Linked DNA regions of Ovis aries: region 1 is linked to region 2. A link is a contact called in public Hi-C data. All regions are on one chromosome and are shown on one strand. Each heading gives the region's core, a stretch centred on a gene start, on an enhancer-like site or on the middle of the called end of the contact. The rest is flanking DNA. Distances are from core to core; before and after follow the strand shown. Region 1 has its middle 58 kb from the start of AKAP6. Region 2 holds the start of ARHGAP5 (Rho GTPase activating protein 5).

What was found. A called contact is a pair of places that touch in the nucleus more often than the background predicts.
Region 1: a Hi-C map of hypothalamus shows a contact between it and region 2, with 2.2 times the contacts expected there. The contact joins the enhancer-like site here to the promoter of ARHGAP5 in region 2. A contact is called at or near these places in 3 of 16 Hi-C or Micro-C datasets (hypothalamus, liver and tail adipose tissue).

The regions. Positions count from the first base shown.
Region 1 is chr18:40,415,736-40,419,173 of ARS-UI_Ramb_v3.0, reverse strand. No RefSeq gene overlaps it. Among named protein-coding and RNA genes, the nearest start is that of AKAP6, 58 kb to the left of the region's middle. Within about 2 kb of position 1,328, at least 16 of the 54 cell types and tissues checked have an H3K27ac peak or open chromatin away from gene starts, as enhancers often do. A contact at or near this core is called in hypothalamus, where this site is marked.
Region 2 is chr18:40,266,891-40,270,300 of ARS-UI_Ramb_v3.0, reverse strand. ARHGAP5 (Rho GTPase activating protein 5) reads right to left here and starts at 1,853. Exons shown (of 7, transcript XM_060401788.1): 1 at 1,785-1,853.

The sequences.
Region 1 (3,438 bases), core at 79-2,578, 150 kb before region 2:
TCTGTACAAACTTACTTTCCCAGGCTCCACCTACTCAGATCTCAACTATCTGCCCTCTTAGCTAAATAATCCTCAAAAATAAATTTCTATTCAATTTTTACACACTAGCAATTTTCAATTCAGGGTCCACAGAGCCAAATACCAAACCTGCCTTAATTAGAGCAGCTTCACTTATATTTTTTTCTTTAATCTTTATAATTTTATTTGAATTAATGCTTTAAAACATACTGGGGGAAAATCATATGTTTCCATAAGTATAAACCTTAATAAAGAAGAAGGTCAGTTTCATTACTTCAGTTACTAGAATCGTCTAACTAATAGATATCAAAATGTCATATTTCCATTTAAAAATCTTCTGAAAGGATTATAAGCCTCTGAGAAATCTTAAGAAGAAACAGGAAGGTTGGGCTTTCACATCCTGTCCCCGTTGCCTTGAGGATTTGGCGGCCAAAAATCGAAGTCTTTCCCCAGGGGAGTCTCACAGACACATCCAGCCAGGAAGGTCACATCCCATGGAGAACTCCAGAGGAAGAAAATGATCCAAAGGGGTGTGAAACAAGGCCAAGCATTTACTATAGACCAAAATCCATCTATAAAGCAGCGACCCAGTTAGTGCGGAGACATTATCCTCATTCTACCATGCTATTATTTTTGTGTCTCTATGTGGGTCACAGCACAGAAAAATCCATGGAGGATTTGCCAGGGAAAATATGGAAGTTACTGCTGAGGATTGTTGACCTTACTTTTCTACTCTAGTAAGGTGACCACAGGGAGTAGCAAACCCAGACTTTGGGATCTCACAGACATAAGAAAATGTTTTTAAAAACTGACTCACAGTTGCTAACTTTTACTTTCACCCTGCAAATAAATGCTTGAGATGATAACTCTCATCTATTACTGTCATTTTGTAAAAGGGCATTTGAATACCAGAAAGGAGGGAGACTATGATCTCAGAGAAAAAGGGTTGACCTTTCCTAAACATATCAGCCTACTAACATCACACCCTGCCCCCTACTCAGACTGAATGTTCTGTTTTGTTCCAATTTAAACCAGTGAAAAGTACTTCACGGCAATCCCAGAACGTACTGTGTACCCAAAGAATGAGGCCAGAGGATCCCGTGATGCAGGCTCCGAAAGTGGCTTGGCCCTCACCTCGGCAGACTGGTAGGGAAATCCCTGAGAGATAACCCCACGTATGAGTTAAGGGGATCCAACAGAAAAACAAGTGCGTCCTGGCGACTTACAAGCTCTGCTGTGCCCTCTGCGCAGCCCTGGGAGAGGGATGGAGGGGGCAGGAGTGCGCACCCTCTTCCACACTGCAGCTTGGTCATCCTTTTCCAGCAGATGGCAGAACACACACATAGAAAACTCCAAAGCCACCCGGGGCTTGTGCCTCTTGGTTGGTCCCGGGTATGATTTCTTTAAGTCTTAAAAGAAGAAATTTCACAAAGAAAAAAGTCCCACCCACACTTCATCCAGAAACCTGTTTACACAGTACTTCACAGAAAGGCTGAAACTCTCTGCAAAGGGAAAGGCCACAAGGCAAAGAAAGCTTGACCCATAAACTGCAAGGACCAGGATCAACAGCTTCAAGATGTTAGAAAAGTCTAGCAAATAATTCATGTATTTTTAAAATTCTAAACCGAAAGCTTTTGTTAATCTGTTTAATTAATTTTTATCACATGTGCCTATAAAAGTACAGTTATGAACTGTCTTTACTAAAGAAGCTGATGGATTTTACATTGCCTCTTTCCAAGGAGAGAAGTCATACAGTATCCGAAGTTACTTCTGACACGGTGGGTCAGAACAGCCAAGAAAACGAATCTTGTGTCTCTACTGGAGTGTGTTTTCACAAAAGAAAAATCATGTTCCAAGCTAAAAAAAGTATTTCCTAAAATATGCTCTAATTGAATATTTCAGACACAATAGTAAGTAAGTAGGTCACTTGCTCTCTAGGATTCAAAGACTACCAGCCTGTGGTACTCCATTTCTATCCTGAACAGCAGAGTTAAAGAGAAAGTACTCCACACTACAAGAAAATCCTAAAGCTCTTTACAGCAGCAGCTGCAGCTCAGAGGTCAGATCTATGACCATGAGTTTTGTAGAGAATCTTTGAAAAAATTCATTAGTATCCTCAAAAGTGCCAGTAATTAAGCTTCCAAAAAAAATCTGCAACAAACATATCTATACTACCACCCTCCCTTCTAGGCAACTTCTAGTCAGAAAATGGTCCCAGGAATATATGCCCTAGAAACATTTTTTAAATAGCCTAAATTTGACTTTCAAATCATGCTCCTTCTCCACAATCTCCTTTTTTTTCAGAGTCTATCTGGTCCTGCCCCAAGTACTGCCAAACAAATACCCAGTGCTCCCAGGGACGCACCACACTCAGTGCTTTCCAGGATGATGCCTGCCATGCAAAAGAGAATATTAGAGCCAGAAAGGCTCTGACAGAGGAATTAATATCGCTGTTTCCAAAGATGAGGAAACCCTGGCTCTGAAAAATAAACTCCCTCAGGCCACAGTTGGCTGGTGCCAGAGTTATCCCCATCCCTCCAGGTCTTATCAGATTGTTCATTTTCTCCAGACAAGAACTGTGGGGCCAAAGTATCTGACTTCGTTATTACTTCTCTCGGAAAACAGATCTTTGTTGAAGGGGTTTTGGTTTGGAAAGTTCAGGAAAGACCAGTTGGAGCAGACACGATCTTGAACAGTAGGTACTTTCCATGCCCTCAAATCACATTCTGCCTGTAAACAGACTATGCTTAAAAAACGTAAGCACGGAGCATGGAGCTATGGGACCATTAGGCAACCACGAAGAATACAAGCACCGTGAAGGTAGGGACTCCCTTTTATTCACACCTAGTATGAATTCATTCCCAGTACTTAGAACAGAATTCTCACTGAATACTAGCTCAACAATAAATATTTGCGTGATGAACAAAATGAAGGAAGGGAGCATCCCTCTTCCATCTTCTCTAGAGTCCATCTCTACCCACTCTTTGCTTCCTCTTATACTTAAGTCTAGTTCCTTTAATCGAAACTCTGCTGTCAGGCAATACCTATCAGTCTACATTTTGCTGCTAAGTCACTTCAGTCGTGTCCAATTCTGTGCGACCCCATAGACGGCAGCCCACCAGGCTCACCTATCCCTGGGATTCTCCAGGCAAGAACACTGGAGTGGGTTGCCATTTCCTTCTCTAATGCATGAAAGTGAAAAGTGAAAGTAAAGTCACCCAGTCATGTCCGACTCTTAGTGATCCCATGGACTGCAGCCCACCAGGCTTCTCCGTCCATGGGACTTTCCAGGTGAGAGTACTAGAGTGGGCTGCCATTGCCTTCTCCAATTCTACATTTTAGCAGCCTTTAAACCACTGCTTAACTGTTTGGAAAAATGCTTTGGCCCCTTTGCAGGCTCAGTCTCAGTCAACAATGAAA
Region 2 (3,410 bases), core at 604-3,103:
GTTTTGGTTGCGCAGTGCAACTTCTCACATCCTACCCCGAGCTTTAGGAGCAGACAAGAAATTGGTGAACAGAACCCAGGGTCCGGGGGAAGCTAGGGGGAAAAAGTGAAAGGGCCGATCCCCCAGAAAGGCGCTCAAGTTTGCAATGAAGACTGCGTCTCCGCGAATATGCGCCCACCCTACCTCTCCCCTTCCAGGTGGAACTCGTTAACAGCAGCCGCCTGGCTAATAGACACCGCCACCTTCCTCCCCCACGCACCATCCGAGACCAGGGCAAGTGAGGGCGGCGGGCTGGAGCGGACTCTGGCCACCACCAGGCCTCCGCCGACCCCTGCCCCATCACCTGTGGGGAAAGCGCCCCCTCCCCCGGCCTCTCTGCCCTTCACGCCGCCCGTCTCCCCCCCACGGCAGCCGCTCCCCGCCCCGGCCTGCGAGGACAGAGCGCGGCGCCGGGCTCCCCTCCGCGGCGGCGGGGCCCCAGCCCCTTGAACTGGTTACAACCGGCGGCGGCGACCGAGCGGGGCAGTGGGCGGCGGGAGGGTTCCCGGCGGGGAGGGGGCTAACGGGCAGGCCCAGAGGAGCGGGGAGTCGCAAGGTCCTACCTAACACCGTCGGTCTCCTCCGTCTCCTCCTCAACGGCAGCGGCCCCGGTGGTGGCGGCGGCAGCGACATTCCTGGGGAGCGCTCCCGCCGCCGCCTCCTCCTCCACTCTCTGCTCGCCTCTCTTCCCTGGCGCGCTCACCGAGCGCCGCGTCCCTTCAGCCACCTCCCCCAGCCCGCCCCAACACACACGCCCCGAAACCTCAAGCCCTACGGCTCCCGTGGCCGGGTAACCCACCCTCCCTCCCTCCCAGCCACCAGCGGCGGCCCCGTCCCTCCCCCCTTCCCCGGCGCCCGCCGCCGCGCCGGGCTCAGTAATGGCGGCCACTCGGGCTCCCTCGCGCTGACGGATCTCTCCCTCTCTCCCGAACTTTACCTCAGCATCTCTCCCGGCGCGCACCGCCGGAACGCACACGCGCGCGCGCGCGCTGCCACACACCCGGCCGGGGGCGGAGCGGCGGCGCAACCTCGACGGGGCGCGCGCGCGCGCACCCGCACCGTCCTCCCCACAATCCCCCGCCCCCGCCGCCCTCACCTCGCGACGCCTCCCGCGCCGCGCGCCCGGCTGGGCCCCGCCCCTGCCCTCGTCTCCCGGGAGCCTGGGAAGGCGCGAGCGCCGGAGCCGGAGGGAGGGAGCGAGCGCGCGGGGCCGCGTTCTCGCTCGCGTCCCGGCTCCCCCATTGGCTTCTGCCCCTCCCCCTTCTTCCTCCGCCTCTCCCATCCATTGGTTCCCTCTCCTACTCCATTCCTTCTCACCTTTTCCCTTTTACCCATTGGCGTGAATATTTTTCCTCTGCTTTCCCCTTTCTCCGTATTCTGCTCCTCCTCCGTCCCATCCTCCACGCTTTAGAAGCTGCCGACCATGCAGCTCTGAGCACTGTCGTCTCCGAACCTTCCCTGCTTTCTCCCTTTCCTTCTGTTCCGGTTTCTGGCCGTAACTGGGAGCAAACCACAATACTGCAAAGGGACCTGATATTGTGTTAGCCGTTACAAAACATCGCATGGGCACTGAATGATTCTCGATAAATCAGCCTACGCTGTCTGAGTATTAAAGAATTCAAGAGAGGAAAATATATGCACCAAGCTCGTTCCCGGGGACATGCTCCCGCGTGTGCAGCCAGTTTCCTGCCTGGGATCGCTGGCCAACTAGACGGCACCCGCCCGGGACCTGGTGCCGTACTCACCCAGAAAGCAAAACTCCATGGGAGCAAGAAGATTCCGTTTCTCCGTCGACACCGCACAGGGACGGAGGCAGGCCCTCGGTTTAATCCATTCTTAAGGAAATTGAGCGAGATGCCAAGACATGGGGCGGATTGAATTCGGGGTGGCCCAGAAGACCCCTGCTCACACTACTACTGAGCAAACCTTTAGGAACCATCGGTCACCTGGCTCTTATTATACTGTCTCAAATATAGTCAATATTTTTGGAGACGTAGAAATCTCACAAGTTTGGAGGTACCCTGGGCTTTTGGCGTATTTCTTATCTGAGCACTGGCATTGAGTCGTGGTTAAAGGGCGGTGGAAAAATGTCTTTTCTTTCATCACTGAAGAAACTGAGGTCTTGTGACTTTCCCAAGGTCATCAGAATCTGTCTTACACATAGTTCTTAAAATAGCTGCCGGCAGATGAAAGAATGAATGAGCAAAAACATAAATCTACCCCAATTTGTTACGTTTAAAAGAAAGAAGTAATGTGGGGGCCAATTTCTTTTTGGGAGTAGATTTATTTCCTGCATTGAAAACGGTTCATCATCAGTAAACATATAAAAAAGTCTTTTAAATTTAAAGTATTCTTTATTTCTTATGTTACATAAGGTACTTTAGTTAGCCAAGGTTGCTTTTTAGTGTTACAATGATGCAGCTGCTTCCAACCAGAAGTATGTTTAGGGTCTGTCAGTAAAGAAAAACAAAACTGCCTTTTGGTAAAAATCAGTTAGAAAATATTTGTCTGTAAATCTGCCACAGAATTTCAGCAGAAGTCCTGTTCCTTTCTTCCATACCCCTGCCCTTCTACTCCGTATTTCTCTAAGGTAAACTTAATAGACAGAAGCAGAAGAGATGTTTAATTTCTCTGTTTCTTGCTCCCTAATTTTAAAAAGGCATGACTACAATTACTTCCTCCAGCCACTCCCTTGCATCTGAATGGTACCAAATAGGTTGAGTGAGGTACATAGGTACTTATTTCTTTCAGTTATAAACCCTAGGCAAGGAAAAAGGACACTACAGAAAACTTGCAAAGAAAGAAAATATAGAAAAAAGGAAGAAAAAGAGAGGAGGAAATTTTAGAGAGTGGACCCATCAAAATGCAGTACTAATGCCTTAATACACACATCACTTGTACAGGTTGGAAAGCCCATGCATTTAAATGCGTTTTTTGACCTTTGTATTAAAAGTTCCTAAAAGTACGAGAAGCCAATTCAAAGCTATAATTTAATACTTGATGTTGAAGTATTAAGTACTATAATAGGGTGTCCACCCTAATGTAAAAATTATTTCCTAAATAATCAGAAATTTCATAACCATGGCATGTATCAGTACAAACCAAAGTCAAATCAGGGCTTTTAAAGGTGTTAACATTCTTTATATATTATTGTTTTCTTCAAACCAGGACATCATACCGAAGAATCAGGACATAAGACTGGAGAGAAAAAAAGACTTTTCAAATTTCTTTTTTCTCATAATATAGACACAAGAAAATGAAGCGGGACAGGGAAGGGGGGAAGCCATGGTTTTCAAATGATAGTTGTCATAACTGACATTGTTTTTACTCTTTAGTCCTTCTATATTATCCATCGTGATTTAAGGAGTCAA